7 separate regions of the Mus musculus genome follow, and regions 1, 2, 3, 5, 6 and 7 are each linked to region 4. A link is a contact called in public ChIA-PET, Hi-C, HiChIP or PLAC-seq and promoter capture Hi-C data. All regions are on one chromosome and are shown on one strand. The core of a region is the stretch at or near the end of the contact, and the rest is flanking DNA. Distances in the headings are between cores, read along the strand shown.

Region 1 (3,371 bases), core at 168-2,667, 670 kb after region 4:
ACCCGAGTTTGCCTTTAAGCCAACTGGATGTCAGTCTATCTGCCCCTATCCCAGGCTGGTCTCGAACTCAGAAATCCGCCTGCCTCCCCCCCCCCGGCCCCCCCCCCCCCCCCCCCCCCCAGTGCTGTGATTAAAGTCTTGCAGGAACTACTTCACTCTCAGGCGGCTGATCAGCAATAGAGCGCTGGCCTAGTGGATGTGAAGCCCTAAGTTCAACACCCAGCATTGCTGGAAGAGGAAAAATAAAATCTCAGGGAAGGAAGTCCAGCCCTGAAGGCCACACATACACACACACACACACACACACACACACACACACACAGCTGGCCTAGTGGATGTGAAGCCCTAAGTTCAACACCCAGCATTGCTGGAAGAGGAAAAATAAAATCTCAGGGAAGGAAGTCCAGCCCTGAAGGCCACACATACACACACACACACACACACACACACACACACACACACACACACACACACACAGTGAACCAACTGGAGAGGTATTTCGGGTGTCAATCACCCTTCAGTCTGGTTCCTGCGAGGAAAAGGGACACGGGGTTGGGTGTGGAGGCGATGACGAATCTTGAAGCTGCAGCAGCCCAGAGCCCCACCGGCCTAGGTGCTCAGCAGATAGGTCACCCAGGCGATGATTTAAAAGGACAGCACGCCCACCCAAGGCGGCAGACCGCCCCTCCCTGCCCCGCTGCCCGCCCAGGCCGCACCCACTTGGGGGCGGTGCGCCCGAGCTTAGTTCTGGTGGGCGGACGCCGCGGCTTTAAGCCGGGGCGGGACTGAGCGAGGAGCAGCAGCGGCGTCGGCGGCGAGAGTTCTTGGGGACTCGGGCCCGGATGCTGGGGGCTAGTCGGCAGGTCCCGGTAAGCGCAAGGGAGGGCGGGTGAACGGTCCCGGGAGATGCACGCGCGTGCGTGTCTCAGGCGTGGGAGAGAGTCGGTGCAGCACGACGGCTCCACGGAGAAGTGGAGAAGGCTGTCCCTGCTTGACCGAGGTCCTTCCGGCCCCCCAGGAGCCCTCCTAAACTAGATCAGCCACACTGCAGCATTTAGTCCTCCGCGGCGCCGGGCTGCGCTGGAGCGGATGGAGGGACGCGCAGCGCTAGCGGCCGCGGAGGTTGGCCCTCGGCGCTTGCCGTAGCTCAGCGGCCTGCTGGGGGGCAGTCGCTGAGAGTCCCGGGAAGGATCGGCGACAAAAGGAGGGAACCCGAAGGCCGTTTGCGACGCGAAGGGATTGAGTGAGGAGTCGAGGGGGCTGCGGCACCCCACCAAAGCCATCCTGGCATCTGCGGGCCTCCACGCAGGCTCCTGGCTCTCTGGGCCAGACGCTGAGAGTGAAGGTAGCGGCGGCTACGGCGCCCCCTGGCGGCCCGGAGGCGCGTTGTCCAGCCAGCCGGGCGTCGTGGGCGGGGCGGACCCGATGGAGGACGGCGGGCTGTGGGGCCGTTTGCCTTTTCCTTACCTGGGTGGGGACTCCGTGGGCTCGAGGGCATCCAGGCCTGAATCCATATCCTCTCGAAAAGCTCAGAACCTCCTTCCAGAATCCACAGGCGGATAGGGTAGCCCCCTGCTTTCAGGTTCTTGGCCCAGGGAGAAGCTAGGCCTGGTCCCTGGGAGGATCGGGTGGGAGCTCGGAAGTGGCACTTTTACTGAGTGGCTTATAAAAAGGAGATTAAGTGTCGCAAAAGTTTGCGCAGATGATTGGGCTATAGCTCAGAGGGTAGAGTGTCCCCCTAGCACACCAAACCCTGGGTTCGATTCCCCAGAACCTCCTAGCCCTGGGGTGATGGTACACAGGCCTGTCAGGGGTCGGGGCTGGAAGCTCAACAATCAAGGCCAACCGTACATCTACATCAGCCTGCTCCTCCTACCCGAGCTACACAACACCGCCTCCACAGCAGAAAAGCTAGATAAAAAGTTTGGCCAGGATTAGGGCTTCTGTTTTGTTCTTAAGAATGCCTTGACCCTGAGTCTAGTTAATAGTCGGTGAGTATGAGGGACCTCCAGTGTTTGAAGGAGGAACTCTGATAGGAAAAGCAAGAGTTTGCCAAGTCACGGTAGCAAGGCTGATAGTATCCTTAGCTTTTCTCTTCTCTCCCTAGGAACAGGGTCTCTGGTATTATGTAGGCCTGGCTGGTCTAGAACTCACAGAGATCCACAGAGTCCTGGGGTTAAAGGCGTGCACTGGCACACTCAGCTTTTTATTTTTTAAGCATTTGCTTGTTTGTGTATGTGTGTTCGGCATGCATGTGGAGCTAAGAGGTCAGCCTGTGGGACTCAGTTCTCCCCCTCCACCCTGTGGTCACATATCAAGATAGGTCTCCAGGTTTGGCTCCAAGCGCTTTACCTTATGAGCCAGGAGTCAACGTTCCTGTTTTCCAAGTCACTGTGGTGCTTTTAAAGTATGCTTTGGGGCCGGTGAGTTGGTTCAGTGGGTAAAGGTTGCTTGCTGCCAAGCCCGATGACCCGAGTTCAATCCCTGAGACCCACACGGTGGATGGAAGGAACAGACGTCCCACAAGTGGTCCCCTGACTTCCTCATGTGCTGTGTGGCACACACCTTCTTCCACCCCAGTTAAGAAAATGTAATGATAAAAAGCATGCTTTGTGTTTTGTGCCTCGACTGTAGATAAGATCCACAGTCTTTGAGGTAATGCTTAGGAGAATAGTTTATTATTTATACAATACTGGGGGATAAAACCCAGGACAAGGCTCTACCATGATGTAGTGTGTATATTTTCCCAAGGTCTCAGGTAACCCTGACTAGCCTAAAATTCACTATGTACAACAGGCTGGCCTCTTGTCCCCTGCGTGCTGGGATTAAAACCATTTGCCCCCATGCTTAGCTGGTTTTATATTTTCTTAAACTGGTTGGGGTGGGATGGGGGGAGTATTGAAGAAGAGTAGTATTTCATGATGAATTCAGATTATGCAAAAGGTGTCCTTAAGCCCTCCTTTTTGTTTTGTTTTTTTGTTTTTTGAACACCGCTGTTGTCATTCATTTATGTGTTAGTGACTCCTTCCTGAGTGCTGGGGAACTGGGTAGACATTGCACAACTACAAAGATTCAAACATTTCCTGTGTGGCTCCCCCCACCTCCTCCATGACACTTTGGAGATAGTGTCTTATGTGTCCCAGGCCCCCATCTGTACTTCTCCCGTGCTGGAGAGGTTGTGGGATTACTCCGCTTTATGCAGGGCTGGGAATCAAGGTCAAGGCTTCATAAACATGCTAGGCAAACCCTCTCTCCACTGAGCTATAGCCCCAGCTCTCCCTCCATTCTGCACAGCTCGTTGTACAAAACGTTTGCGATCTCCTGGTTTGTTGAAAGAAGGCTATGTAACGGGAAAGAAAAGCTTCCATGTT
Region 2 (3,407 bases), core at 895-3,394, 770 kb before region 4:
GTGTATGTGGCAGTCAGAAGACAACCTCTGGTGTTAGTCCTCACCCTCCACCTTGTTTGAGACAGGGTTTCTTGCTTGCTCTCCATGGTGTCCACCAGGCTAGCTGGCCTGTGTGTTTCTGAGGACTCTCCCAGTTCACAGTGGGAAAACTGGGATTACATAGGCACATACTGCTACATCAGGCTTCGACATATGTTCTGGAGATTTGAACTCTGGTCTTCACACTTGCAAGACAAGTACTTCGCTAAGCTAGCTCTCCATACAAAGTATTGGTCAAGACAACCTCAAGTCTAGTGGGTTCCTTCCCACCCCACCCCCATCAATATTGAGAATTGAACCTAGGACTTCATGTCACGTATGCTGGGCAAGCAATCTATAAGATAGCCACCACCCCAGCCCCTTACCACAGCTTGTATGATGTGCTCCCTCTCTGAACCTATCCTCTCTGAACCTATAGCTCACAAGCTCAGCTAGACTGACTGGCCAGCAAGCCCAACAGAGCCTACTGTCCCCCTCCCCCATGCTGGACTGTAGATCTGCACTGCCAAACCAGAAGCATAGATAGACCTTTACATTAGGATTTGTAACAGAAGCAAAATCACACGTGTGAAGTAGCAAGGAAAGTAACTTTATGGCCGAGGGTCCCCACAACATGAAGAACTGTATTAAGAGGTCACAGCATTAGGAAGACTGAGAGCCTCTGGGATCTGTAGCTCGGACCTGGAGCTCAACGTTTTGTGGCGAGGCTGACATGCATTAAAGCACACTCACGTTGGTGCTGGGGATCCAAGCTCAGGACTTTGTGCTTGCACAGCAAGCACCCTCACTCACCGAGCGAGCTCCCAGCCCACCAACCCCTTGTTTTTTGAGACAGGATCTGACTATGCAGGCCAGGCTAGTTTGGAACTCAGAATTCTCCTGTCTCAGCTTTCAAAGGGTTGGGATTCCAGAAGTGCACCACCACACCCAGCAATACACCCTTTTACATCTTTAAATATTCACATGGATACTGATAAAGTCCTGCAAAAGAACCTGCGCCGACCTCATCAGAATGAGCAACTCCTAGAGGTAGTCAGGGTCCCACACCCAAACTTGGGCATATTTAACAGGTCAGTGGTCATGATGTCACCCATCACCCTCCAGACCAGAATGATGAAATATAAAAAGCCCGTGTTAAGAAACTGGGAACACTGACATTGGCTTTACGAGGCAGGATTCTGGACCAAAATTCCAACGCAGAGAATCAAAACAGAAACTATTAACAAAAAGGAAACAAACAAAAAAATGCCATTCTCACAAGGTAACAGGGCTCCGGTCTACATATTTCTCTAGGTCGGACACTTCCAGCGGCACCTTTTGCGTTCATTTCCCTTTGCCACATCCAAGGAGAATTCAGATAGCAGCTCCGCTTGGGCAGCGCCGTGAATTTGGCACGCGCAAAACTGGCGACATGGTTGTTCCAGGAGGCTGGAACCGGCTGCGGAGACAATCAAACGCAACACTTACATACTGCTGAATAAGTCTCCATGGCAGAGTGCACTGTGAAAGGCATTCAGAAGTAGAGGATGCTGTACCGCTGCTGACCTGGGAAGAAAACTTCAAAGTCCACTAGTTTGGGGGTCTATCATCCCTCTAGCTGTCACTGTCACTGTCACTACGCCTATCACTGAGGCGCCCACACCGGGGTCCAGACGCATGGTGAGGTTGTCCACATGGGGTAGGGCCCCAGTCGTTTCCCTTTGCTGGACACTTTCCGGGTACATTATTCAAGGCCCTTGCATGCTTGAGGTCACAGAATCTGCAGCTGCGGGGAACCAGGGAAGGGCAGTGGTGAATGGAGCCCATCCCACAACCAGATCCCGGACGCATCAGGCTCAGAGGAGACAAGGGAGGCTCGGAAGCAGGCTGGGAGACGGCAACTACGTCCGGAGCCCGGACAACGACTGGAAGAGGAGGGGACACAGCGAGCGGGATGCAGGGGGCTCGGAGAGGACTGTGCTCTCACTCAAACACGGGGTCCCGACGGCCGCCGCCCAGCCGGGGTGTCACAGAGCCTTCCGGAGCCGCCTTACCCCAAACCGGGCCAACCGTCCGCCGCTGCCGGCGGACCCCAGCGGAGCGCTCCCCAAGACTTCCGGCGCGTCCATGGCGTCATCAGTGCCCGCGACGGAGGCGACTTCCGACGGAAAAAGTAGCGGGAGGCCGGAAATTATTGTCTTTGGCCTCTGGTTCTGCGAGCCGATTGTGTTTTCGTACCGTCGTAGGTTTTCTTTCTCTTTTCTTTTTCTCTTAACGTTTGTCTTTCTCCCTCCCTCGTCCTCTGCTCTCTCTTCCTTCGCACTTTTATTATTACTTGACAATTTACTGCCTATGTACGAGTCCTTCGTTCTCCCAACCCCGTCCCATTTTCGTGGCCTTGATTTGATTCTTGTGGGTGTGTTTGCTTGTTGTGATCCGCTGAGTGTAATTCTGATTTCTTGTATGTGCGTAGATTTAAAAAGCTATTTTCTTTTTCTTCTTTAAAAAAAAAAAAAGATTTGTTTTATTTATTTTATGTGAGTCCAATGTCGCTGTCTCCAGACACACCAGAAGAGGGCATCAAATCCCATTACAGATGGTTGTGAGCCACCATATGGTTGGGGGGATTTGAACTCAGGACCTCTGGAAGAGCAGTCAGTGCTCTTAACCGCTGAGCCATCTCTCCAGCCCTAGCTATTTTCTTTTTAAGAATTTCTTTCCAAAATATGATCTCAGCTAGGCATAGTGGCCCATGACTTTATTCACCGCCCTAAGGAAACAGAGGCAGGTCTCTCTGAGTCAGAGGTCAGCCTTGTTTACATGAGTTCCGGGACAGGCAGGGCTACATAGCTAGACCTTTTCTAAAACAAAACAAAACAAATGAGCAAACAAAATTAAAGTCCCACCAAATTATACCAGGCTGGCCTTGGGCTTTTGAACCTCCTGTCTCAGCCTAACTTTGGTTGGGATGGCAGGCACACCTAACACAGGAACTGGAATTTTCGAGCACTTTTGACAGAATATGAAGGCTGTCTTGGGTCGGTGCAGGAGAACTGCTGGACTGTGCCGAGCCTTTGCATGTCCTGGCGGGAACTCAGCAGTAACCCTTGACCACCCAGCAGGTACCTAGACAGGGACACCTGTGTCTTCCTGGCAGACACACCACTGGGCCCTGTCCCAACAGTCCCAGCATGTTCCACTGCAGGGGTCACAGTATGTCCCCCTGTGAGTCAGGTTCTGCTGACCGCATGCCCCTACTCCTGCCATCTCTGTGCACAGCTTTAACGTCCTCCCTGTGGGGAGCAGTGACTAGTGTTTTATCCCTGAGGATAAAAAGGCTGTTTTGATAATGGGCAGGCTTGGCTTGAGAGGAGCTGCTGCTAAACATA
Region 3 (3,072 bases), core at 408-2,907, 920 kb before region 4:
GAAGAGGGCGTCAGATCCCTTTAGAGACCACTCCACTACCATTCAAGAACAGACCTTTGAGTAAGTCTTCCAAAATACATTACAAAGGAGTCAGAAAAAAAAAAATTACAAACGGGAAAAACTTACCTTTGATCTGCTCATGTTCTGCTCCTCTTGGGGGAACTGTAGACACTGCTGACTGACCTGCTGGAGGAAAAGCTCGCTGAAATCGGAGATTAACTGGTCTACACAGGGACATGTCTCTCGCCTGGGAACCACCAAGTGAAATCGCAGCTTATACACACTGCAGAGGTGATAGGAAGGAAATCACAAACCTAACTCCAACAGGTGGAATGGGGGGTGGGAGGCGAGGGGGGGCGGGTACAGTTCTATGATGAACACTACGCTGCCTTCTTTTTATCCACGGGCATTTGGTGTAAAGGTGGGGGAAACAAGGGTACTTATTTTATTTCCTATTCAAACTGTTGCAAAATATGTCACAGTGAATGAGGATTCTGGGCACTATATATATATATATCTGGGATCCATGTTCCATGAGGTGACATACATGCAATCCCAACTCTCTGGAGGCGGAGACGGGAGGATCACCCACTACCAGAACAATATGTGCCACAAGGAATCCACGCCTCAAAAAAACTAAAACACAAAAAGGAAAAATGGTCCAGATGGATAGACGTCCGACAAACAGGGATAAAGCGTGGTTTGTTTTCAAACTATCCAACTAAACTTGGTTACTGCTGCATATCTTAAAAAGGGACTAAGGGAAGAAACTAGAAAACAATGGCACTCATTTCAACACAACCTTGATTAAGTCTCACACCTGTCGCAGACTCAGTCTTCCTTCACGAGCAGAAAGAAGTAAAAGCAGATTTTGAGCACTAGACCATTACGATGCCTCAAGGGCAGACTCGGGGGGGGGGGGGACCACAGACAGAGCAAGAGAGCTGATGGACGCTGAGTGACACCGTGGGAATCTGGAGCCCTTGAGTTCTTCAGTGCCTGCACTCTGTCCTCGGGACTGACCGTGCAGCCCAAAGCGATGCAGCTGTCCCGCTGTCAGCCCGACCACCTCGACCCTCCCAGGCGCCGCAAGCTGGGGACAGCGGGGTGCCCGGGTGAACTGACTGGGCACCATCTGTGCCCAGCATCCCTCCCGCAGCCCCGATCGCTCTGCGCCCTCGGGCCTCACCGAGCAGGCGTCTCCGCTGCCCCTGTCAGCCTCCGCGCCGAGCTCTCGCTAGGCCTCCCTAGCCCGCACAGCCGAGTCTGTTCGCTGCCGCCCCGGAAGCTCCGGCCTCGGCCCTGCAGGCTCGGCAACTCCAGCTTAGCGAACGCAAAGGCTGCGGGAGGGAAGGTAGCCTCGACACACCAGACCTGCAGGAAGTCACCACGGCGCAGTGGCCCAGCGCAAGCGCGGGCACGCGCACAGGCCGCGACGCGCATGTGCAGCATCTTCCCGGAAGTCCGAGTTCCAAGGCTCTCCTTTCTCCCCAAGAATTGCACAGAAACTCTGTGTCCCAGACGCCTTCGCGCGCCACTGCATCTAGGGATCCTCGCGCAAGAACTTACCTCCTCCCAGCAGTTTGGGGGAGGTGCTCTGAGAGCAATGGCTGCCTCCAGCCATGCTCTTACCTTCTTGTTTGTCCTCACTCCCTTTGAGCCTGGAGAAACGGCCTGCTGCGTGAAGTCCCAAGTCTTGTCCCTGGCTCAGGACTCCTAAAATAAGAGGAAGATTGTGTTAGAAGGAAAGAAAACTGAGTGTCATTCTCGATTAACCAAACTTCCTTGAAGTACTAGGTACAAGAAATAACCAGCTGTGCTTTACAAAGAAGGAGGCACAAACACTAATGGTGGGTTTCTAGAACATACGTCTAATGCCCAGAAACTCTAAAAAACAGAACCAGAAAGAGAACACAGAAAGAAGAAAACACCTACCTGCAATGTGATCTCTGAAAGGTGATATTTAGGGCCGGGCGACAATGACAGTTTTCAACGATGGTTACATTATGATGAACGGCTCCTCGATTTCTTATTGAATTAATGCAACGACGTTCTTGGCCTAGTTCTTCATAAAGACGTTGGCGTCAAAATTAATAACAAAGCCTGTCAATAGAAAAAGTTCTCTGCGCCGATGCAGAGAGTAACGTTTTCATCCCAGAAGCACCAAGCGCCTTGGAGCGCCAACCCTAGGTAATAAACTGCTGAGCAACCAGCAGGAGACAGAAGCATCACGAATCCCTCTCAGATGCTGCAGGGCACACATGGTCTCAGGAGAAAGGGTGAGCCCTCCTCCTCGGAAGGCCTGCACTGCCATGGGGCACCTTCTCCCAGGTTCTCACCTCACCTGGTCACTGAGGTGCCCACCTGAGCTGGCTCCTATCTCTTAAACCAAAAGCTTCCCTTCCCCGTGGCAAGCAGGGGTTACGTCTCTGAATGAGGGGCCTGGGCTAAACTCCCCAGGTGACAGGGAGATAGGAACACTCTTTTCTCCAGGTTTACATTGCACAGATGGGACTCAGGCCTTTCAGAAAAGGAATTCCTTGCTTGCAGTGAGGACATTCAAGCTCATATAATTTTTGTATTGAGAGAAGATTTCGGTTTGTACACACATACGGAACAAGGGTTGCCAGTCAACAGACTGAGATCCTTCTGCTCTGCACAGATAGGAGAAGCTCAACCTGTGTGGGCCATCCTAGGTCTACTGGCTGGACCAGCAGGCCTACAGGCTTTCAGCTCCAAGTCCTGACCTAGGGCTCTATTGCCTCAGGCTTTAGAAACTAGACACTTAACGTCCTAGCCTTTCACCCACCAGTGACCCTGGCACCCGGCAGTTGTTGTAATATGTGGCCTCCAGCAGAAGCAGCAGGCAGCAAGTGTCCCTGCTAGTGATAATGATCCTAGATGGACATCAGGTATAGTGAGTGACCTCTCAACTACTACAGACAGGACTGGAACAGCTCTTGAGTCCAAGGTAGATTCATAAGTTCCCCAGGTGACAGGGTTGTTCTCTTCCTTGAGGTTTGCAATGCATAGAAAGGGGCTCTTGGGTCTTTCAGAAAAGGAAGTTCTTTC
Region 4 (3,202 bases), core at 255-2,754:
GTGGCTTGCCTCGATCAACACCAGACATATTCCCTAGACATCCTGTGCCCCGGGCTGAGTCAGTTAGCACCACGGACAGCTAAGTGTTTACAATGGGTTTTTGGAGGGAGTTTGGAAACCAGGTGAAGCTCTGGGCTTGCAAGTTGCTAAAGTTCCACCTGATAAGATGCAAGGCAGCTCTTCAGGTGTTTTTATTCACAAATTGGACTCCCAGAGTCAGCAAAGGTGGTCTCCCCAACCCCAAGGAAGGGGCTCAGAGCTGTGTTACAGTCAAACACTTTCTCCCTTTCTATTATGTGTGCATGGATGTATGTGTTGTGTGCATGGATGTATGTGTTGTGTGCATGGATGTATGTGTTGCTTGTGTTTGCATGTGATTTGTTTATGTGTGTGCATTTTCTCCACCTGTCCCTGTGTATGTATGTGTGTGTGTGTGTGTGTGTGTGTGTGTGTGTGAAGGCCAGAAGAGTGTCTTTCCTCGGGGTCAGGGTCCACTTTTTGTTTTTGAGGCAGGGTCTCTTATTGGCCCGAAACTTACCTAGCAAGTTTGTCTGGCTTGTCAGCGAGTCCTACGAGCCATCTTTTTTTCTGCCTCTTCAGCAAGCATTGTCCACTAAGGTTAGATTTTCTTTATGTGGATTTCTTGGGGATCAAATTCAGGCCCTCAAGCTTGCAAGGCAAGCAATCTCTTCATTGCATTTGAGACATCTTCTACCTCACCTGGAAGTTGCTCCCTCCTCACACCCATCACCAACACCTAGCACAGTTCCAGTAGAGAACACCCAGGAGGAGCTCCAAGGTGACTCAAGACAGGGCTGCTGTCCTCAAGGGGTTTACAGTCACAGGAACAATAAAACATGACAGTCGGCCCAGGGCTGGGCTAGGTCGGGGCTGTGGATGCTCAGTTATTTGTGGGATTGGGGTGAAGCCATCGATGAAGTCATACATATTCCAGGTGTGTCTTGACGAATGAAAGGATGCGCATCTGCCAGGTGAACAAGAGGGGGCAGGAAGGGCTGGCTGTCTTGGCAGAGGAGCTGGCTTGAGCTCACTGCTACGTCAGTAAGTGAAGTCAGAAACATTCTGTGCTTGATCAATTAAAATTTTTAAAAATTTCAACGTTTCCTCAAGAGCTTATCTGATATGAGGGTCAGCCTAAGAAGAAGAGGCTAAGAAAGTTCTGATAAGTGAAAATGAAGAAAGTAAAACCGGGGATAAAATACCGAGAACCATGTTGGTAAAAATTAGAAAAGAAAAATAAAAAGTAGGAGAAAGAGAGACAAAAGTCCCAGATTAAATTATGTGGGTTATTATGGACTTCTTTATATCTTCCTAAAATAATTGTCGATGTTACCTGCTGCCCACGCCTCATTCCTCTGTCTGCAGGGGGCGCACCGATCGCCACCTTGCCGCCTATGGCTGAGAGGGTGGGGCTCCCGGAGTCAGTATGGATTGACGATTGGCTGGTCCAGGTGTCGGTCCCGGCATCCCGCCTCAGCTCTACGTCACATGACGCAGCCCATCATGGCGGCGGGAGCGCGGCTGCCTGGGCCCGCGGCTCCGCAGGCTGGGCGCCGTTGCTGCTGTTGAGGGGCGGCGGCGGCGGCGGTGGCGGCGCTGACGGGCGGGAAGGATGATGCTGGCTCCGAGGCCAGAGCGGCGGATGCAGACCAGGAACAAGGTTGACGTTTGGCTAAAGAGACGTGTGTCCCGAAGCAGCCGGCGCCGGTGTCGCTGAGGCGGCGCGGAGGGCTGACCGACTGACTGAAGGCGGCGACCCGAGAGCCGGCCCCGTGGGGGACCGCGCGGTGGACGAGATGCCGGGGCCGCCGGCGTCGCCGCCGCCGCCGATGCTCCTGCTGCTCCTGCTCCTGACGGTCGGCTGTGCCCGGGCCGCGCCACTTCCGCAAACAGGTGCAGGTGAGCGGAGCCCGGGGGCTGCGGGGCCGCTGCGTCTTGCGGGGCGGCGGCGAGGGCGGCGGGCTTGCGGGGTTGGGCCACCTCTGCGGCGGATCGGAGGCCTGCCGAGGGCAGGAGGCCGCGGGATGCCCGCGATCTCAGGGAGATTTCTTGCCGCAGGGGCGTGGGATGGGGGGCGGGGGCGCGGCGACACGGTGGGGGTTGGGGAAGACGGCGGGGCGAGGTGGCAGCGATGGGTTCCCCTACCTCCCGGGGGACTCTTTTTCCCGGACTCTTAAACTTGTTGCCCTAAAGGTACCTCCAGCTTCTGTCCTCGACACTTCCTTTTTTTTTTTTTTCTTCTTCCAGATGTCACCTGCCTCTGGTGGCTTTTCTCCCGTCTTATTATAAGAACCGTTTCTTATTTCTCGTCATTCCTTAAATGAAACCAATGACTCGCGGAAGCTGTGCAGTTTCCTTGGCTCACCGAAACTTGTTCTAAAGTTGTAAATTGATTTTAGATGCTGTGGTTGTTGGGCTATTGGTTTATTTATCTGTTTATTTATTTATTTTTTCGGAATGAGTCGCTGGGGATGAGAAAGGAACAAACGATACATAATTTTGTTTTAGGAAGCTAGTGACTGGAGTAGCATAGCAGCTTTTGCGTATCCACTGACAAATTGGCCTGAGGGTAATTGAACTATTTCAGCGAGTGATTCTCTTTTCAAGCTCTCAGCCCTTCTGTATTTTCTGCATATAGTTTTGATTTGGAGTTTATAAATAAAACTTCAGCCAAAGAAACCATCTCAGAAATTTTAAGAAAAAAAAACAAATCTAGGCTAACTTTCCATCATTACGGCTTTCTTTCTTTCTTTCTTTTTTTTTTTCAACGAAGGGGGAGGTATTGACATTTCAAAGAACTTTAGAGGTTGGAAGAAAGCTTAAAGATAATTTAGTCCAATTTCTTCATCTTTTGCTTTGAGGATCCTGGAACCCTGGTGATCAAAAGATATACTCAAGGTGACACAGCCAAGTTGTAGTTAGATTCAAACTTAGGTCTTTGATTCACCTTGTCTTGTGATTCTACACCCACCTCCCAGTTTACTTAAAGTCTTAACTGTCTCTGGAACGCACCTGAGGTCAAGGTTTAAGGGCAGAACTGCCTCCGGTCAATATGGGAGTTTCAAAAAAATCTACAATGAAAGAGGTGTAATGGCTTCCAGAACTACCCTAGGTTATATGCTATTGAGTGCCCTTCAGTTGAGTATTAAGTGGTGTGCTTACACTATATAATGTAGCACTG
Region 5 (3,349 bases), core at 234-2,733, 700 kb before region 4:
CATCTTTGCTAATTTAAGTTATTTATTTAATAACTTAAAAATTAAGTCGTTAACATTAATAGTAAGGAGCTGGCTAATCGGGGGCTGGGGATTGAACTCCAGACCTCATGTATGGCTAGTGACTGCTTTATTAACTGAGCCATCTCCAAGGTAACCCATGACGCATGGGTTAGTGCTTCAGCCCCATCTTCCCACCCTGCTCCATCATTTAAGCCTCCAAGTTTCTTCTTAAATGGCAAACAAGAAACACTGTAAATCCAGAAAGATTGCTGACACATGTCTGCGAGAAACACAGCCCAGATCTCCAGCACCCACATAAATGCTAGGCTGTGTTGAAGCCTGGGAGATAGAGACAGGGGATCCCTTCGGCAAGCTGGCCTGCTAGACTAGCCAAATCAGCAAGCTCTGGGTTCAAGTGTGATGCCTTGCTTCAATATATAAGGTGTAACAGGATCTAGAAGGTCCTAGAAATAGCTGGCCTCACAGCCTACACATGTGCACACACACGTGTGAACAGACATATAAAAGCAAAAAGAAAGAAGAGGAAGAGGAGGGAGAGGAAAGAAAAAGAAGTGGTGGGGTTGCTCAGCGGCTAAAGGGGCTTGTCACCAAGCCTGGAGATTTGAGCCTAGTCCCAGGAACCAACAAGATGGAAGGAGAGAACTGGGCCTGACTGGATGTGCCCACACAGTCCACAAATAAATTTTTATTTTTATTTTTATTGTTTCAGGGGTGTGTGTGTGTGTGTGTGTGTGTGTGCGCGCGCACACACATGAAGGCACCCTCAGAGGTGAGAGGTGTCAGATAGAACTGGAGTTCCAGGCTGTTGTGAGTCTGCAGTTGTGGGTGCTGGGACTCGAAATCAGGTCTATTAGAAGAACAGCAATTGCTCTTATCCACTGGGCCAGCTCTCCATCCCTAATACAAAATTTTAATGTAATTTTAAATAAAAATTAATAGATTTTGACAGATTTCTTATGACTTATTTTTATTATTATTTAAAATGTGTGTGTTAGTTTGTGTGTGGGTGTGTGCATGGGCGTGCAGGTGCTCTCAAAGGCCAGAAGCAATGAATTCCCTGGAGTTGGTGTTAAAGGTGATGTAAGCTCCCCGAGGTTAGGAGCTGGGCATCGAACTTCGGTCCTATACAAGAGAAGCTGGAGTTCTTAATCACAGAAATTTTAATCTTGCTTTCTACCCTCGCAATGCCTCTGAGATAGGTATTTCTGCTATCTTAGTAGGGAATGGAAAAAAAAACAAGACAATACTCACAACTGAGTGGCATTTCAAAAACTTAGAGAAGGAAATCGCTGGCACCTAGGCGGAAACCCTGGAGACGGAAATTGCGGAGGACTCTGGGTCCTCAGTTGACCGTCCACGCGGGATGTAAAGTCCGGCTGCTCACCGACGCTGGGCCTTTAAGGGGCGTGGCGGGGGCGTGGCCCCAGCGGTCGCCCGCTCTCCCAGGCTGCCCCGCGCGCGCGACGGCAGTTCGGCCACGTCCCTGGCCACGTCGCGCCCGCTCCCGCCATCTTTCGCCGCTTCCTCTCTCCGGGGCTGCTGTCGCCGCGTCCCGAGTCGCTGCCTAGCTCCGGTGCCGCTGTGCCGCGCCGACCGCCGCCGCCATGAACATCTTCCGGCTGACTGGGGACCTGTCCCACCTGGCGGCCATCGTCATCCTACTGCTGAAGATCTGGAAGACGCGCTCCTGTGCTGGTGAGCGGCCGCCGGGGCGAGGCGCGCGGGGCAGGAGCGCGCGCGTTTGGCCCATTCGACCGACCCATTCGGCTCTCGGTCGTTCCGGAGGCTTTGTGCCGGGCTTGCGATGGCCAGACACACCCATCTCGGCCTGCTCGGCGGGCAACGAAACCCCTCCGAGTGTGCACACGGGCTGGGGTGTCCGTCGCAGCTCTGGGCCCCCCAGTTCTGCGCTTGGTCCGCTCGCGAACTTGATCCGTCCTGGCTCAGCGAGCGCTGGCGTAACTGCCCCCGCGTCCTGCTGCATCTGAAAAGTTTAGCACGGGATCTGTGGGGCTCTAGTGGGCGTGTCCCTCTCCATGGGACTTTTGGGGGGCGCCTCTGAGTCCCCAGGAATCAATGGGAGACTTGCTCGAGGAGGATGGATAGGACCACAGACTAGCTGGGCCTGACGTGGCAGCCAGGCCACCCGCGAAGGTGGGGCTGGCTGGAGGAAGAGGGGCATCCTGCTATTCATTCTGTTATCTTCAAGGACAAGCAGAGGATGGGATGTGGGGGCAGGATGGTGTCAGGTCTGGCCTGTGCTTACAGTTGATGAGGCTACAACTCAAGCCTTGGGGTTCGGGATCTCATGCGTCATAAAAAGAGATGTGGATCTTTTAAGTGAGTTGCTTGGCATAGTTTTCATGTTACTCTGAGAAGCAAGCTAGTTTTTCATCCTTGAGTGTGGCCGTCTAATAACTGGTTCTCTTAAACTGCCAGCGCTGGGTACCACAGAGGCCTCTGTTCTCGGCTAGTATCCTTGCTCCACGTCACCATTGAGTTGGCGCTGTACCTCCCTCAAACTACATTGCAGAGAGGCAGTAGAGTGAACTTTCCTCACATAATAGCTGTGGACTTCTGCCTTTCGTTAAATATTAGGAATCTTACAAGTTTTAGATAAGTTCTTGGTGAGTGTGATGGTGCTTGCCTGTAATCCCAGCACTCGAGAGGTGGTAACCTGAGGTTCAGGAATTCAAAATGAGAATGGACTACATGCTGGTCCTGTCTCCAAAAACACCCCCTGCTCCCCAAAAACCCATTAATTAATTGATTGATTAAATAAATATATTCTTAAAATACTGTCCTTAATGCTATGTCCCCAAATGAAATAACTTTGTAAACTCAAATTTAATTTTTTTCAGAGACAGCAGAAAATAGAAGTCCTAAAGGCCCTGGGTGATGGAGACGCCACCTATCTGGTTTATTAATAACACCTCATCTAAAGTAGCACCGCCCCTTTGACTCTGCTCTCTGAAGGTCTCATCTCTCCCTGGAACATAGTTGAGATCCAGGAAGTAAGCACAACCCAAAAGACCTTTGCCCGATCGAAGTGGACGTCACAAAGTCCTTGTACTGAACCAGGGGATCTGACTGGGAGGTGAACTGGGAGCCCAGTGTGGGATTCAGAATGACAGTCAATTAATTGCTTCAGTTGCGATAGGTGTGCATTAAGTAGTCAGCTGAGTGTTATAGCGCTCCTCTCAGGCAGTACTTAAAATAACCATGTCAACGGTCCCCGGACTGGATGAGGGAACCGAGTCTTAGGCAGGTTAGCAGGCTTTCGATGAAGCCAGGATTGACGCATAAGCAGTAATGAATTTGGAATTTC
Region 6 (3,516 bases), core at 369-2,868, 690 kb after region 4:
AGCCAACTCTCTAGCTTTCTTTTCGTGTGTGTGTGTGTGTGTGTGTGTGTGTGTGTGTGTGTGTGTGTTTCTTTCTGTTTTTCAAGACAGGGTTTCTCTGTATAGACCAGGCTGGTCTCGAACTCAGAGATCCACCTGCCTCTGCCTTCTGAGTGCTGAGATTGATTAAGGGCGTGCACCACTTTTTGAAGATTTATTTTTATTGTCTGTCTGTGTGTTGGGGTGAGGGGTTGCACACATGAGTGCAGGTGTGTGCAGGAGCCTGGAGGCCTGAAATGTACTCGACTCTAGAACTAAGCTTTATGTCAGGCTTGTTCCAGAATGTGTCAGGCTGTGTGTGGGCTTCTCATCCATATTCTTAAGAGATTGTTCTCTTCTGTCTTTGGTGTGACTGTGCCATCTCTCTAGCTCGTCTTGGTCAGTTCTCCAACACTGACCATGAGCCCATCCATGTCTTTGTGGGCAGCTGGTGGGCGTGTGTGGCCCAGCAGAGCCAGCATCTTCCCTCTCAGGGACCATCTTTGTGGTCTTCCCTCTGCCCTGAGCCTGTGAAGGCCTGTGAAGGCCTGTGACATGCTCTCCTGTTTCCTAGAGTTCATCCCCTGCATGGACAAGCTGTTTGATGAATCCATCCTGATCGGCTCTGGGTACACCGCTCGGGAGACACTCAGGTACAGCATTAGTACACATGGACGCAGGGCTGCTTGGTGTGCTTGCTAGGGACAGGATCATCTGCACGTAGCATTGGTAGGGCTCTAATGAATGCAGGTGTGCTGAGCCCTGCTCACTTCCTGGATTTAGAATGGCAGCAAGTTTGAAAGTCGTTAGGTTGTTTTAATTAAAAAAAAACAAAAAAAAAAACCAAACATTTTTCTAAAAATTTTTTTGGTATGTGTGTGCTCACGCACTCATGACAAGGTAGAAGTCAGTGATCAGCCCACACGATTTAGTAACCCAGAGGTCAGTGAGGTTAGTGATCAGCCTGCATGATTTAATAACCCAGAGGTCAGTGATCAGCCCGCACGATTTAGTAGCCCAGAGGTCAGTGATCAGCCCGCACGATTTAATAACCCAGAGGTCAGTGAGGTTAGTGATCAGCCTGCATGATTTAATAACCCAGAGGTCAGTGATCAGCCCGCACGATTTAATAACCCAGAGCTCAGTCAGTGATCAGCCTGCACGATTTAATAACCCAGACAAGCCGGGCATGGTGGCACACGCCTTTAATCCCAGCACTTGGGAGGCAGAGGCAGGCGGATTTCTGAGTTCGAGGCCAGCCTGGTCTACAAAGTGAGTTCCAGGACAGCCAGGGCTACACAGAGAAACCCTGTCTCAAAAAACAAACAAAAAAAAAAAAACAAAAAAAAAAAGCCCAGACAATATTGTTGTATATGCATTCAGTGGTCATAACATATAGAGCATTCATTAACCTATTAACTAACATGTGAGGTCGTCTCACTGTAGCTGTGGGTGACCTGGAACTCACAGATCCACCTGCCTCTGCCTCCTGAGTGCCACCACGCCTGGCACATTGTTAATTTTGAGTAGCAACACCACTCAGTGTGCGAACAAGCCAGTGATCATTTGTGCTCTCACTGGCGTTTCTGCCGGTGTCTGTTATATACTTCCTGGTTAGTTATTACTGTCCTGTCGACTTGACATAATCCAGAGCAGAGGTTCTTAACCCTGGCGGGGTCATGACCCCAGGTTGAGAATGGCTGCCTTAAACTATCTTTGCCAAGAAGCTACCGCCTGCCTGCCTGCCAGTAGCTGATCTGGAAAGCCACCTGACAAGAAGGAGACTCAATGAAGAATTGTCAGATTGGCCTGTGGTCACATCTGTGGGCCATATTCTTCACTGCTAATCAACAAGAGAGCCCGGCCCACTGTGGGTGGCACCATCCCTCGGCGGATGCTCTTGTGCTGTATAAAAAAGCTGGTTGAGTGTGAATGAGCCTGTAGGCTGGGTTCTCCCACTGTTGCTGCTTCAAGCTCTCACTTGAACTCCTTCCTTGAGTTCCTGCAGTGATAGATTGTGACCCCAGAACGTAAGGCAAGTGAACCCTCCCTCACGTCGCTGTGGTCAGAGTTAATCACGGCAACACGTAGCCAGCTAAGACGGAACTTGATGACATGCATGGACGGTAGCTTTCCAGTGTGGACAGCAAGGAGTGAAGCAGGATTAGAAAGGCTGCGCCTTTTAGTTGAGCAGCTGGGAGAGGAACAGGGTTGGGGTGGGGACTAAGGCCATACTGGATCTTACCCCTGTCGGTGGCATCTCCTCCTGCAGGCCCCTCGCCTACAGCACACTTGCCGACCTTGTGCATCACGTTCGCCAGCACCTGCCCCTCAGCGACCTCTCCCTCGCCGTCCAGCTCTTTGCCAAGAACATCGATGATGAGTCCCTGCCCAGTAGCATCCAAACCATGTCCTGCAAACTCCTACTGAACCTGGTGGACTGCATCCGCTCCAAGAGTGAGCAGGAGAGTGGCAATGGCAGAGATGTCCTGATGCGGATGCTGGAGGTACCGACCGCCATGATTTATCTTAAAGCACTGTGAAACGTAGGTGATGAGGCAGCCGGATAAGAGTGTGGCTTGGTAATTAGACTGAGTTGTTGAAGCCTTGCCTCCCCTGCTGCTGGCAGCTGTGCTTGGAAGCTGCTTGTTTCTCTTTAGTCAGCATCAGGGCAGCTTCTTAGGTTCCATGTACTTCCTGGTGCTGACTAGAAGAGATCCCTGCTGGGCAGCCATAGTCAGGCTTCTCTGTCAGTGGAGACCCCAGTCAGTGTGTTGGGGAGGGAGGGATGGAAGGTTTTCCATGGCACTGGAGAGCCACTCTGAATCAGCTGGATCCTGCTCACCATGCTCAGAAACCAGCAGCCCTTGACTCTTGTGTGCATGTGTGGGGCCGCAAAGGCCATCCACCTTATGTTTTGTTTTTTTTAGGATTTAATTTTGTTGTGGTTGTTGTTGTTTTTTGAGACAGGGTTTCTCTGTATAGCCCTGACTGTCCTGGAACTCACTTTGTAGACCAGACTGGCCTCGAACTCACAGATCTGCCTGCCTTTGCCTCCCAAGTGCTGGGATTAAAGGTGTGCACCACCACACCCGGCGGATTTAATTTTTAATTACATGTTTTAATTATATGTTCATATATGTGCCAGGAGATTTAGATCTCCTTAGAACTATTTGCAGGGAGTTGGGAGCCATCCCATGTGAGTGCTGGGAATGGATCTTGGGTCAGTGGAAGAGATAAGAGCTCTTACTAGCTGAGCCATCTCTTCACATATTTTGTACTTTTAAGACACGATCTTTTTGGCCAGTAGTTCACCCTGTAGGCTCTGCTGGTGGGCCAGCCAGCCCCAGGAATCCCTGCTGTGTCTTCTTTCTCCAGAACTGGGATTACAAACATACCTAGCTTTTCTATATGGGTTCTGTGAACTGCACACTGATCCTCTTGCTTGCAAGGCAAGCACTTTATAGACTCAGCCTTTATCCTTCAGGTGGTTTTAGA
Region 7 (3,164 bases), core at 276-2,775, 980 kb after region 4:
TCTCTTGTCCTGCAACTATAAAAGTTCACCCAAGGCCAGCGAGATGGCTTGGTGGGAAAAGCGCTTGCTGAACAAGTCCGACCACATGAGTTGGATCTCTGGAATCCGTGTAAAGGTGAAAGCAGAGAACTGAGTTCACAGAGCTGACCTCTGACCACCATATGAGTGCTACCCACTCACACAGCACACACACACACTCACACTCACACACACACTCACACACACACTCACACTCACACACACACACACTCACACACACACACACACACACACACACACACACACACACACAGACCGATAATAATTCTAAAGACCATAACGCAACTGTTTTCAAGGTGGGGCAAACACTTAGGGTAAGGAATCCGAGCACTGCTAAGCAATGCTCATGGATATTTGACTCGAAATAGACTATTCCCTTATTTCTGTTAGGGCAGTGTTTACTGTCCACTGGGTCAAATATATAGACCACCACAAGACAAGGACTGGGGTGCCTACCTCTAGTGGAACCTGGGTACTTAACTGGTTGCTTCATAATTTCTACCAGAGCAGGGGCAACAGTCTGACTGGATGTAGCATTCAGGGCAGTTCTTATAAATTGCATCTACATAGAATACACTCTTTCCATGTCACCATTGCGCCTTCTTGTGGTGTCATTGTGGGTGCAGGAACAAGTGGTCCTGATCTAGGAACAGTCAAGGGGACTCTTAGGTAGACTTGAGACTTTCTACTGAGGGTCCAGGACAGGGACAGTCCGCCAGGCAGAAAATAGTCACCAGTTCTGACCCACCCTCTATGAAGGAACACAAACATAGTTTCAAGGGCTGGCAAGATGGCTCAGCTTAAAAGATTGTATTGTTCTCGCTGAGGACCTGAGTTCAGTTCCCAGCACCCACATGGTGTAACTTACAATTCCAGCTCCAAGAGGATCTGTTGCTCTCTTGGCCTCCAGGGGCACCTGAATTCACATGCGTATACCGACACAGACATCCATATAATTCTTTTTTTTTTTTTTTTTTTTGGAGACAGGGTTTCTCTGTGTAGCCCTGACTGTCCTGGAACTCACTCTGTAGTCCAGGCTGGCCTCAAACTCAGAAATCCACCTGCCTCTGTCTCCCAAGTGCTGGGATTAAAGGCGTGCGCCTCCACCGCCCAGCCACATAAATATTTTTATTTTATTTTATTTTATTTTGAATTGTTCTTCAGAACCACAAAGCCTGAGAGATCCTAGCTCAGTAATTTGTAACAAAAAGCACTTGAGAAGCTCCCAACGCTGCACACTTGGGCCATGGTTCAGAAATGTGTGTGTGTTAAAACCTCCTTAAAGAAAGGAGTAGGACGCCCATCCAGTTCCACAAGCACGCCCTAGCGCTGACGAGCGGCTGCCTCACCTGAGCAGCAGCCGCTCTTCAGACAGAACACGCCAACAAAGGCTACGTTCTGCGCCTGCGCCTGCGCCAAGCGCCAGCTGAGAGCGGCCGCTCTGCGCAGGCGCTCCGGTCACTTCCGGGATCTGTCAGCCTCTCCCTCTAGGCCTCCCTCCTCCGTCCGCGCCCGCCGGAGCCAGTTCGCGTCGACTGACCAGAGTCCGCGAATCGTCCGCTCCGGACCTCCAGACCTCCCCAACCTCAGGTAAGGAGCCACAGGGCGGAGAGTCTGGCCCGGGTCGCCTCCATTTTTTTTTTTGTATGTTCTATGGCACGCGGGGGCGGCGGGCCCAGGGCTGTTAGGCGCGGGGTCTGGAGCTGAGGGGCCCGGGATCTCAGCCCTTCGTGGTTACCTCTGAGTCCCTGGTGCCCCCCTCACACACAGACCGAGCGTTTCTGAGCACTTTCCAGCTGCCCTCCATCTCGGATGAGAGAAGGAACAACTCGGCTTCCGACACCCCCATAGTACCATTTGCACCCCTACTGTGAGCATTTACCACAATCTGTAAAATTAGTTTAGACGGGCGGATCTCCCCCCCCATCCCCCGGTGGCTTGTCACGAGTATCTGTTCATCTCGTCAACATCTAGGATGTTGCCTAGAGCAGCCTCCGAACCGTCAGTTATTGGGGAACCCTTCCCAGCAAGAGAAAGCCCATCTTTCCAGTAACCTTAAGATTCCCTAGCTCTAGCCCCCGCCCCCGCAAGTCAGACTTGTACTCTCCTCTGCACCCGTATTCATAGGGTCCTTTATGTAGAACCCTCCGAGTTCCCGTTTGACTCTGCCACTTTGTCAGGTGTCTCTGGGAAGGTTGTTTCTTGGTGCCTCAGTTTCCCCAGCTGCAGTAAGAAGATTCTTAGTCTACTTGGTTTTATGGGTTTCGCGTGGAGTTCGTGTGCTTGAGTTGCTTACAGCAATTCCTAACCCAGAGAAGCTGTTCAAATGATCTGATAATAAATGATAGCCATTACTGGTGCTTCTGAGACTTTCAAGGCATATCTGCCTTCCTTTACTTTCTGCTCTCTTTCCTCCGGAGAAGGACATGAGGACAAGGATTTATTCATGTTCCTGGCCCCGTTCAGATACTGAACACTGTTGGGAACATGGGAGGCACTTAATAAATTGCAGCTTAGAATCTCTGAGTATAAAGCCATCTGTTGTCATGGTGTGTTTCTCTCCTATCTTCTCCTTGCCCAGTTTCTGAAATGACCTAGGTTGGCATCCTATTTTATCAGTTCCCTTAATCTTTTGGTTTCCTAGTAGGCCTTAGGATTTCAGGTCTCTATAAGTTATCAGTCCCGGGTGTTTACCCCATTAGATCAAGTCACTGGCTGTCTCAGGGGTGGGGGTTGGGGGAAGGCTTCTTCAATTCATATGCTGTTCACAGCTGAGAGGACCCATTGGAAATTGCAGACTCCTTTAGAGGATGGGTGGCAGTGTTTTGAATCTAAATTATCTAGTGTTAGGTCAAAATAAGTTCTCTACAGGAAGTGTGGAGATGGTCTGATGAAGCTGGAATTTCTAATGAAGCCTGTCAGAACATTGGTAGGGCGTGGTGACCTGTTGGAGCACAGGTATCGCTGGGCTGGGTAAGGAGAGCAATTAGAAACTAGATGAAAGCCGGGCGTAGTGGCGCACGCCTTTAATGCCAGGACTCGGGAGGCAGAGGCAGGCGGATTTCTGAGTTCGAGGCCGGCCTGGTCTACAGAGTGAGCTCCAGGACAGCCAGGGCTATACAGAG

Evidence for each region. Promoter capture Hi-C pulls out the DNA fragments that hold promoters and counts their contacts. Hi-C and Micro-C count contacts between places; a contact is called where the count stands out from the background. ChIA-PET counts read pairs in DNA pulled down with a chosen protein or histone mark. HiChIP or PLAC-seq counts read pairs in DNA pulled down with a chosen protein or histone mark.
Region 1: a contact with region 4 is called in a Hi-C map of CD8 T cells, with 4 times the contacts expected there. The contact joins the promoter of Trrap here to the promoter of Lmtk2 in region 4. A contact is called at or near these places in 9 of 39 promoter capture datasets (the 3T3-L1 cell line, the C10 cell line, the SN4741 cell line and 6 more), 4 of 484 Hi-C or Micro-C datasets (B cells, CD8 T cells, Th1 cells and 1 more), 10 of 115 datasets of contacts at active chromatin or transcription factors (the 230-238 cell line, the SCID.adh cell line, bone marrow-derived macrophages and 7 more) and 3 of 9 other capture datasets (adipose tissue, embryonic stem cells and liver).
Region 2: an RNA polymerase II ChIA-PET map of memory CD8 T cells shows a contact between it and region 4, with 8 read pairs. The contact joins the promoter of Zdhhc4 here to the promoter of Lmtk2 in region 4. A contact is called at or near these places in 1 of 484 Hi-C or Micro-C datasets (CD4 T cells) and 3 of 115 datasets of contacts at active chromatin or transcription factors (large pre-B cells, memory CD8 T cells and stem cell-derived neural progenitor cells).
Region 3: a FOXA1 HiChIP or PLAC-seq map of pancreatic cancer cells shows a contact between it and region 4. The contact joins the promoter of Spdye4b here to the promoter of Lmtk2 in region 4. A contact is called at or near these places in 1 of 39 promoter capture datasets (liver) and 1 of 115 datasets of contacts at active chromatin or transcription factors (pancreatic cancer cells).
Region 5: an H3K27ac HiChIP or PLAC-seq map of embryonic stem cells shows a contact between it and region 4, with 3 times the contacts expected there. The contact joins the promoter of Kdelr2 here to the promoter of Lmtk2 in region 4. A contact is called at or near these places in 2 of 39 promoter capture datasets (fetal liver and hematopoietic stem and progenitor cells) and 3 of 115 datasets of contacts at active chromatin or transcription factors (embryonic stem cells and large pre-B cells).
Region 6: a contact with region 4 is called in a promoter capture Hi-C map of liver, with 2.6 times the contacts expected there. The contact joins the enhancer-like site here to the promoter of Lmtk2 in region 4. A contact is called at or near these places in 7 of 39 promoter capture datasets (the 3T3-L1 cell line, the SN4741 cell line, cranial neural crest and 4 more) and 1 of 115 datasets of contacts at active chromatin or transcription factors (pro-B cells).
Region 7: a contact with region 4 is called in a Hi-C map of CD8 T cells, with 3 times the contacts expected there. The contact joins the promoter of Arpc1a here to the promoter of Lmtk2 in region 4. A contact is called at or near these places in 4 of 39 promoter capture datasets (the HPC-7 cell line, cranial neural crest and liver) and 1 of 484 Hi-C or Micro-C datasets (CD8 T cells).

Annotation. Positions count from the first base shown.
Region 1 is chr5:144,767,377-144,770,747 of GRCm38.p6, forward strand. Trrap (transformation/transcription domain-associated protein) reads left to right here and starts at 1,418. Exons shown (of 71, transcript NM_001081362.2): 1 at 1,418-1,471.
Region 2 is chr5:143,327,094-143,330,500 of GRCm38.p6, forward strand. It overlaps Zdhhc4 (zinc finger, DHHC domain containing 4), which reads right to left and starts at 2,145. Exons shown (of 8, transcript NM_028379.5): 1 at 2,073-2,145; 2 at 1,298-1,477. It overlaps 0610040B10Rik (RIKEN cDNA 0610040B10 gene), which reads left to right and starts at 2,215. Exons shown (of 2, transcript NR_027874.1): 1 at 2,215-2,260.
Region 3 is chr5:143,179,360-143,182,431 of GRCm38.p6, forward strand. Spdye4b (speedy/RINGO cell cycle regulator family, member E4B) reads left to right here and starts at 1,658. Exons shown (of 8, transcript NM_001384193.1): 1 at 1,658-2,279. The coding sequence starts at 2,262. Rbak (RB-associated KRAB zinc finger) reads right to left here and starts at 1,416. Exons shown (of 5, transcript NM_001045482.2): 1 at 1,190-1,416; 2 at 127-183. The coding sequence starts at 141.
Region 4 is chr5:144,098,857-144,102,058 of GRCm38.p6, forward strand. It overlaps Lmtk2 (lemur tyrosine kinase 2), which reads left to right and starts at 1,505. Exons shown (of 14, transcript NM_001081109.2): 1 at 1,505-1,920. The coding sequence starts at 1,818.
Region 5 is chr5:143,402,337-143,405,685 of GRCm38.p6, forward strand. Kdelr2 (KDEL (Lys-Asp-Glu-Leu) endoplasmic reticulum protein retention receptor 2) reads left to right here and starts at 1,484. Exons shown (of 5, transcript NM_025841.4): 1 at 1,484-1,716. The coding sequence starts at 1,626. Gm20635 (a long non-coding RNA gene) reads right to left here and starts at 1,406. Exons shown (of 3, transcript XR_868670.2): 1 at 1,273-1,406.
Region 6 is chr5:144,787,068-144,790,583 of GRCm38.p6, forward strand. Trrap (transformation/transcription domain-associated protein) reads left to right here. Exons shown (of 71, transcript NM_001081362.2): 13 at 593-671; 14 at 2,291-2,525. Among named protein-coding and RNA genes, the nearest start is that of Gm23995, 14 kb to the left of the region's middle. Within about 2 kb of position 1,619, at least 3 of the 459 cell types and tissues checked have an H3K27ac peak or open chromatin away from gene starts, as enhancers often do. A contact at or near this core is called in liver, where this site is marked.
Region 7 is chr5:145,082,344-145,085,507 of GRCm38.p6, forward strand. Arpc1a (actin related protein 2/3 complex, subunit 1A) reads left to right here and starts at 1,526. Exons shown (of 10, transcript NM_019767.2): 1 at 1,526-1,629.